2 separate regions of the Rattus norvegicus genome follow, and region 1 is linked to region 2. The links are chromatin contacts, called in public Hi-C maps. All regions are on one chromosome and are shown on one strand. The core of a region is the stretch at or near the end of the contact, and the rest is flanking DNA. Distances in the headings are between cores, read along the strand shown.

Region 1 (4,307 bases), core at 994-3,493, 81 kb after region 2:
CCTCTTCCAAAGCTGCTGCAGGAAACCAGTTCAGCTCATACTTGCATATGCATAATGACAGGCATAGAACTCACAGTGGCTGTGATACAGATCAGATTAGGTGTCATCATCAACAGATGGATGGATAAAGAAAACTCGATACAGACACACACCGGTGACAAAAAATGAAAGCATGATGTTTTCAGGAAAATAGATGCAACTGATAATCTTTATGTCAAGAGAAAAGACCCAGGCTCAGAAAGGCAAACCCCATGTGTTTGCTTACATGAAGAACCCGTGCATGCGTGTGTATGTGTGCGTGCGTGCATGCGCACGTGCGTCATGAAAGGGAAAGGTGATGGTAAAAAGGAGAGGAAGAGATCTTTAGGGAGGTAGGGAGATAGGATAACGGAACACATTCAAAGAAGACAACATAGTCTGACTGTGGAAAGAAAAGGAATGAGCTAGAGAGGCAGGGGTGGTGTGGACCCAGGAAATGGGAGGGAGTACGGGAGAGGAACAAAGAGGAAAAGTGTAGCACATATACAAAAATACCATAAAGATGGGCTGACCAGCTCAGCTGCCTCCCAGGCCCCGCTCCTGGGCGCCAAGATGGCCCACCCCAACATCTACCAATGAATTGCAGGAATGCGTGAAGAGGCCAGTCATACAGATCCAAACCTACAGGATCTCCATGACACAGGGCAACAACAGAATGCCTAAGAGGAGTCTCAGTAAGAATTGATTGAGTAGCAGAAGTCAGAGGCCTTGGACCAGACCAATGAGTCACTGCAATGAACATTTGTAAGCAAAGAAGTGGACTAAAGGCTATACCATGGGACACAGTGTGACACAATACAGCTTCCACAATGAGTTTTTTTTCCTCTGTTGGAGGAAGGTTGCAAGGGTGGAAGGTAGGTACAGGGGAGGGGGAGATGAATGGGAGTGGGCTGCATGATATGAAATTTACAAAGAACCAATAAAAGGATAAAATTGGAAGAATTGTCCTGTGGAAGAGTTAGGGCGAGGATTGAAGGATCTGAAAGGGAGGGCAACCCCACAGGAAGACCAACAGCATCAACTAACCCGGACCCCTGGGAGCGCGCAGAGACTGAGCCACCAACCGAAGAGCGTACACGAAAAGGAAAGAAAAGAGAAGAAAAGAATGTGATAATGAAACCATTACTTTGTATGCTAACCTGAAAAGGCTAGTTTTAAAAATTCTCTTTAACTAAGACCTACCATGAAGCCATAAATTTCTATGCCAGAAGCAACTGGAAGACTGGCGCTTTCCCAGGCTGTGGCTTGGGTGACAAGGGAAAAGTCTGTGGGACACCCCGTAAATGGAGTGTGAAACTAGTATACCAACTACCCAGCAGTCACCTCCTTCCCACACACAAGCAAGTGCAGCTGCCTCCTCACTGGCTCCTTCACTGCCTCCTCGACACTTCCCTGGCAGCCAGTGGAATGTTTTCATTCCAAAGGCTTCTCCAGAGCTCTGAAGCTGTAGTGCATCGGCGGGAGCTGGGCAGCCCGGACACCCAGAATTCAGGGAACCTGAACTGGAAATCACCCCTGCGAGCTATCCCCACCTTATCCTTGGAGCAAGCTGGCCTGGAGTGGACCTTGAACTTGCCTCAGTTTGCTTCAGAGATTGGGTGCGAGCATACGGACCACTAACAGTCTAGCAATCTGCATCAAAAGCTTGCAGGTGGAATTTCATGCCTAAATTTCCTAAGAGGAAACAACCGAGGTTATTCTCTTAAAGGCTAGCCTTTGCTGTACAGCTCTTATGCACTTAAAAGCATGTCCACCAGCAAACAAACAAGAAAGGGATGTCGTATCCACTGCTTTTTTTATAATTCTGATGTTATAAACAGGGTTGGTTTGGGGATTTGTTTGTTTGTTTTTTCATTTATCTGGTGTACTATTTTTTTAACCCACTTTTCCTAACATCCTGTTGGGCCTACGCTGCTAAGAAAGCCTCTTATATACTTGGGGTTGGGAAAGGGGAGCCGGAAGGGAGGCTGCAGGGAAGATTGTGATGAATTTGAGCAGAAAATGTCTTTGACAAATGAAGCCTCTCTTCCCTTGCCTAATTCTGAAATGCCTCTAGCTTGAAAGTTCTCCATATGCTCATAGCTGTTATTTAGGTACACCACGCAATTTCTAAACAAAGAGCTTCATTCTTGGCCTCCACATACACAGCCTGCAACAGCAAGGCAATGTTCCACTGGATAAATATAGGAGAATCTGGAGCTGAATGAGACCACAGGCCTCTGTATAAAATGCAATTGGCAGTAACAATAGGACAGTATGGATAGTCAGGGCCGATCAGTCAGCCTGGGAGGAAACTTCTGCTCGTTTTCAGAGAGCTCCAACATTCCCATCAGTATTGCTCAGCTAGGGTTGATATAACAACACCTTACACTGAATGGCTTAAATTGCGGAAAGGTAGCCCCACAGTTTTGAGACTAAAGGTCTAAGACCGAGATCTTAGCAAGGGAGATTCCTTCTGAGGCTTTCAGAATCTGTTCTAGTTCTCTTCTGGATTCTGGTGGTTTTCTGACCATTGTTATTGCCTCTGGGCTTCCACCTTGAAATCCACATTTGTGTTCATATACTGCCCTTCTCATGGTGGGTGCTCATATACTGTCCTCCCCATGGGTGGGTATGTGCCTATGTGCACAGTTCCTCTTTCCATCAGCACTAAAACTAAGAGTCTAGGCATAACATGTGGTATCTGCAGAGCCCTTTTTCCAAACAAGCTCATACTCCTCAATACTGGAGATTAGGACTTGAACTTGTGAGGTAGCAGAGAGAGAAAGAGGAGACCCCTAACACTGCCTGCTATAAAACTTTCTAAAAGGGACCGATGATGTGCCTGGTGGGCAAGCATGCTTGCAACCAAGCCTGATAACATTAGTTTGATCCCCAAGATCGTCAGGTGAGAGAGGAAACCCAATCACAGGCTGTCCTCTGTACATGCGTGGGATTAATTAATTAATTAATTAATTAATTAAGCTTTGGCCATCCTGGTAAGTTTTCTGAACCATCATTGATGCCTCCAGAGAAGACCTGAGTCTGGAGTTCTCTGTTAAAATGAGAAAGGAGGGGCTGGGGATTTAGCTCAGTGGTAGAGCGCTTACCTAGGAAGCGCAAGGCCCTGGGTTCGGTCCCCAGCTCCGAAAAAAAAAAAAGAACCAAAAAAAAAAAAAAAAATGAAAAAAAGAGAAAGGAGACCACTCATCATCTCTCCAGTTCTGACCTTTCTGGCCTCTTCTCTCAGAAATTCAATGGCAAAAACCTCACTTCACTGAGAGGCACGCAGTCAGTATTCGTAAATCTCTTCAGCCAGGTTCCTCTACCTGAGCCTCTGAAGGAGGATTCCACAAGCCGAAATGGGGGAAGCAAGAGAGGGCTTTACCAACTAACTCCTTCCGGCTCCTGATCCCCCGCCCCACCCCCGCCCTAACTTCCGTTCCAGACTAACCCAGGATGACCCAGGCTCCTTCCAGCTCTCACCACGATTCCTTCGACTCACTCTCATATCAGAGAAACCACACCACAGATTTTCAACCTGTGGGTCATGACTTCTGGTGGGTTGGCAGACCCTTTCCCAGGAGTCACCTAAGACCCTCGGAAAACGTCTCATAACGTAGCAAAATTAGTTATGAAGTAGCATGGGAAATAATGTTGTGGTTACGAAGTCTCCACCACAGGAGGACTATAACAAAGGTTGACAATCACTGAACCACAGGGTTGTCTTCAGACATGCCAGCTCCCTGATCCAGAAAAGTTCGATTTTACCCAATTTGGATTAGCTATCCCAAGATCGTACTTACTCCAATAGAAGAAAAAGCTTGTGGTCAGTTCAGGGGTACCCTAATGAAAGCCAGTGGACACTTTCCAGGACACATGGGGGTCCTCAAAAAGTTCAGATTTTAAAAGGACAGAATCCTTCATAACTGAGGATGAAAATCAGCTCTGGAACACTGGGGCTTTGACACATGCACAATAGCTTTCGGGGACCTGCTCCCTGCAGCAGAAGCTGCTACACTTACAACCCACTTCATGAATTTTAAGCTTCCCACGGAAGGAGTAGGTGTTTATTGGCAAATAAAATATCCACCATCCACCCGAAACTGTCCTATATATTCTTTGCAAATATTAACCCGTTAAAATCCACACAGCCACTTGAAGCAAGTGCAAGTTGTCCCTCATTTTACCAACGAACACGGTGCACAAAATGTCAAGCAACTTGCCTGAGCACACCCAACCTTTGAGTGCTGGAGCCTAGATCTGAACTTTTGGTGTTAGTAGTCTGG
Region 2 (4,095 bases), core at 386-2,885:
TCTGTGGAGCAGTAGAAGGAAATGCATCTCCTAGCACGCATCAAGGACGCTAACATCTCGTTTGCTAACTGTGTCAGCATTGATGACATAGTACTGTAAAAGAAACCCTAAAATCATCTACTCTGAGAAGCATTACTGTTGGAAACCACACTGGGAACTGTGAAGCCAAACTAAACCAGCTTCAAGCCAAGATGGACAGAGTGCTGAGTGTGCTAAAGAAGCCATGTTGTTGTCCAGGACTCAATCGGTAACCTTGTTGCTGCTTCTGCTCATCAGAATCATCTGTGCTGTCCAGCTACTGTGTGTAAGTTCCATTTAGACATGGCTAAGGGGAAGCCATCTTCTCTAACACAGGGCTTGCCTGGCAAGTATAACGACAAAATTCATTAACAGAAATGGGACCTGTTATCCCATGAGCTGGGTTAAATGCAGCATCCCCATGGCCTGGAGGCCCTCCAGCACCATGGCTTGTTCTTCAGGACTAGAGGACCAAGTGCAGCAGATAACAAGATGAGCCTGGAAGTAAGAAAAGGCAGAAGATTAGTGAAGAGTCTTTGTGCCCTATATCTAAACACAGTACAATTTTGTTTCTAGTAACTATGACCAACACTTTTCAGTCACACCTCCACCTCCTATTGGAGGCAAGGATCCTGAAACAACCCAGATTGTCACAAAGAGATTTATCTCTGTTCAATTCAGTTAATTCCAGAATTTTAGTTGCTTCTTTTAGTGAAAGACCCGCTCTTCCCCTCCACTAGGGGTAGAGCCAGGAGGAAGGGAGATATAGTGTGTTTTCATTCCTTGATTCACTGAAGGTCATGGTTTCATGCTCTCCTCCTTACTCCTATGGTAGAAAAAGACTGGCACAGGAGACCAAGATCTTTGATTCACTGAATTCAAGATCTCTGTTCTTTTGTGGTTAAGGGCAGGAGAAAGAGAGAGAGAGAAAATGGGCCAATCCATGTGCACTGTGGTTATATGTAACAATCTGATGTGTACGTGGACTAAGCAAAGGGCACACTTACCTCTGCAGGTGCCGGGGAGTTAATCTTTCTGGATAAAACCATGCTGCATACCATTATTTGTGGGCATTTATGAAATGCATGGCATTTCCCTACCTTAACACAGCAGACCTATTTGTCTTTTTTTGATTCATGTATCTGCATGTGTGCACATGTCTGTGTGTGCATACATGCATGTGTGTGTGTGTGTGTGTGTGTGCTGAGTATCCCGTTGCCCACAGCATTCTCTTCATGAGACATTGAAGAGACAAAGCAAACCATGAGTCCGAGCTCACATAAAATATAAATAAGGTTATTCAGAAGAGCTGAAGGTACTAATAATAGCATGGCATTTGAAAGGGTGGAATCCGCAAGTGGGATCAGCACAGTGCTCACTTGCAGGCCCTGAAACAATGAAAGTATCATCAGTAGCAATCAAAATGGAACTAACAGACTCAGAAGTGCTCACTATTTTTAAATGAAGGAAAAATAAAGAACAGCCAGATAAGTGTGACTTCTGGATGACAAGTCACCCAGAGGACTGCTCAAGAGACGTAATAATAGAATCTTTTTTATTCCTCTGGCATTATTCAACTGTGAGCTAAAAGTGTACCTTGAATGATTCATTGACAACTATGAGGAACGTGAATCTAGACTCACACAGGATGATGCATGGAGAATGTGGGTAGCTCTGGAAATGTGCAGACACCAGGATGTAGGGGAAGGGGTCTCGGGTCGGTGGGGCTGGAAGACAAATAAGACAGCATTAGATAGAATCCTTTAGAAGAACCTTGAAGAAAGAAAAACTGGAAAGTAAAATTTTCCTTCCAGGAAGACACTTTGGGTTCTGATTCCTGGCTTCCTGCATCAGCAAGTTGGCACAGTGCAGAGCCGGCTATAAATGTCAGGGTACTGAATGCTTTCTGGCCATGAGGCTTTTGTTACCATGGGAACAACCGCCCTCTATTTTCCGGAAGGTGGTTAATAATTAGACTGAGAGAAAAAAAAATCAAATCTGTCCCAGACTTGACTGCAACCAACTCCGGCTGCTGCCATCTTGGTTGCTATTACTGGAAATTCAGAGTCTCCAGGGAACTGATACCCAAGAAAAGACACCAGGTCTTGAGTCTTCGGAACTGATAGTTAAGACAACGCAGACTCCAATCATCTGGTCAGGGGCAGCAGCTGTGTTCTCTCTCATCTAAGGCTCCTAGCTCCACTCTTCAGATATGAGTCCATAGTCTAAAGTAACTACAGAAACCAGGAAAGTAAGTAGGGGCCATTCCTGGGGTGTGAGGAGGAGTCATAGAGAGGGGGATAGCAAGGTAGAATTGGCCTGATGATGAAATGGGAAGGAAACAGGAATGCTTTAATTAGGGAGGAGGGAAGAAAATAAATACAGAAGAAGGGAAGAGAATAAAATAATACTGATGGCGTCTAGAAGTGTAAGGAAAGGAATCATACTATTAACTACCTAAAACTTTTTTAAAATACACGTAGGTCAATATATAAATATACATATACAGTTTAAATAGATGTCCTAGGTGACCATCTAACCAAAGACCATCTAACAGAAGCCCTAACACCAAGCATGTGAAGCCTTCATTTGAATTGTTGGTCAGGGTTGTCCAAGAGACTTCCAAAACATTACAGGACATTGCTATTCCTCCTGGCTGCCTCCCAGGAGAGAAAGATAAGTCCTATTTCTGAAGATACCATGTATTCCTGAAGGCGGCCCAGAGACCCTGAGCTGGAACTGATTTGAAAACTTCCTCTCTGAGAAATAGCTTTCATGGTACCAGATGGCATCATGCAAACTTCCAAAAAAGCGAAGCAACCAACAGTCCTACCCAGCTATGACGTCTATGAACGAGAGGGACCAGCACAGCACAGTAGCCCTAAGTGGGCAATGGTGGCACACACACCTTGATGGCAACCAACAGCTCTCTAATTGGCCTTAACTTCACCAAGAGGAAAATCATGCTTGGTTTTAGAAACCTAGTCAATCATTCAGGGCTATCGAGTCATGGACCTTGGAGGAAACCTACAACTTCTACTTTACTAAACCAGCATAATCTCTAACTACACTCTGAATATTTGTCATCGTACTCACAGATAAGTGTGTTCCTCACCCTTCAGCAAGGAAACTTCTCTTTGCAACAGAGGGAGACCTTTGTAGGAAACCACAACCCATCAAAATGCAGCATTGTGGAACGCAGTCACAACTGATACATCTACAACCCAATTCCTGCACCCGAGGCCCAGAAAGCATTGTGAATGAGGAAGCAGACAATTTTAAGAGCCAGAGGAAGAGAAATTTACTGTGTGATTGTAACTCTTAGGAATGTCAGAAGCTAAAACCATAGTCTCCCTACCGTGGCTGCTAACAGGAGGTGAATGAGGATATAATTATCATTATAATAAATATAATTATCATTATAATAAACACACTGATGTGAACAGGGCAAAGTCCAGGAGGCTCCATCCTTACACAAAGAAAGAACTACGGGCAACTAAGGAATGTGAGTGTGGGGAAAAGGAGTCTTCCCCAAGGAAGAGCACATCCATTGTTTAGCCAGTATCAAATGGTCAGTCTATGGAAACAAAAAATGTGTGTGTGTGAGTGTGCGTGTGTGTGTGTGTGTGTGTGTGTGTGTGTGTGTGTGTGTGTGTGTGTGTGTGAGAGAGAGAGAGAGAGAGAGAGAGTGTGTGTGTGTGTGTGTGTGTGTGTGTGTATAACAACAATTAAAAGAAAGAATATAACAGAAGGTTTGAATGGAAAAAATGGAAACTGGAAATAACATGATTATATTATAATGTCAAAAAATAAGATTTTTAAAAATAGAAGAATTGACTAGAAACAATAAAACAAAAGCATGTTGTATCCTGGAATGTCAGAAGGAAGGCTATCATTTACTTTATATATCTTTCTAGAAGTCTATTTTACTTTTAAAGTTATTGATCTTGGATTTTAGGATATACTCATTGCACAAAATGATGATGTTTTCACACATGCATACCATATATGTTGATGATATTTCTCCCACAGCCCATTCTTACACCTTTTCCTCCTTCTAGTACTTTTCCTGTTCTT

The links. Hi-C and Micro-C count contacts between places; a contact is called where the count stands out from the background.
Region 1: a contact with region 2 is called in a Hi-C map of frontal cortex, with 1.7 times the contacts expected there. The contact joins two enhancer-like sites. A contact is called at or near these places in 2 of 12 Hi-C or Micro-C datasets (frontal cortex and liver).

What each region holds. Positions count from the first base shown.
Region 1 is chr2:44,719,493-44,723,799 of GRCr8, forward strand. No RefSeq gene overlaps it. Among named protein-coding and RNA genes, the nearest start is that of Gpbp1, 100 kb to the right of the region's middle. Within about 2 kb of position 2,244, at least 19 of the 93 cell types and tissues checked have an H3K27ac peak or open chromatin away from gene starts, as enhancers often do.
Region 2 is chr2:44,639,171-44,643,265 of GRCr8, forward strand. No RefSeq gene overlaps it. Among named protein-coding and RNA genes, the nearest start is that of Actbl2, 50 kb to the left of the region's middle. Within about 2 kb of position 1,636, at least 12 of the 93 cell types and tissues checked have an H3K27ac peak or open chromatin away from gene starts, as enhancers often do.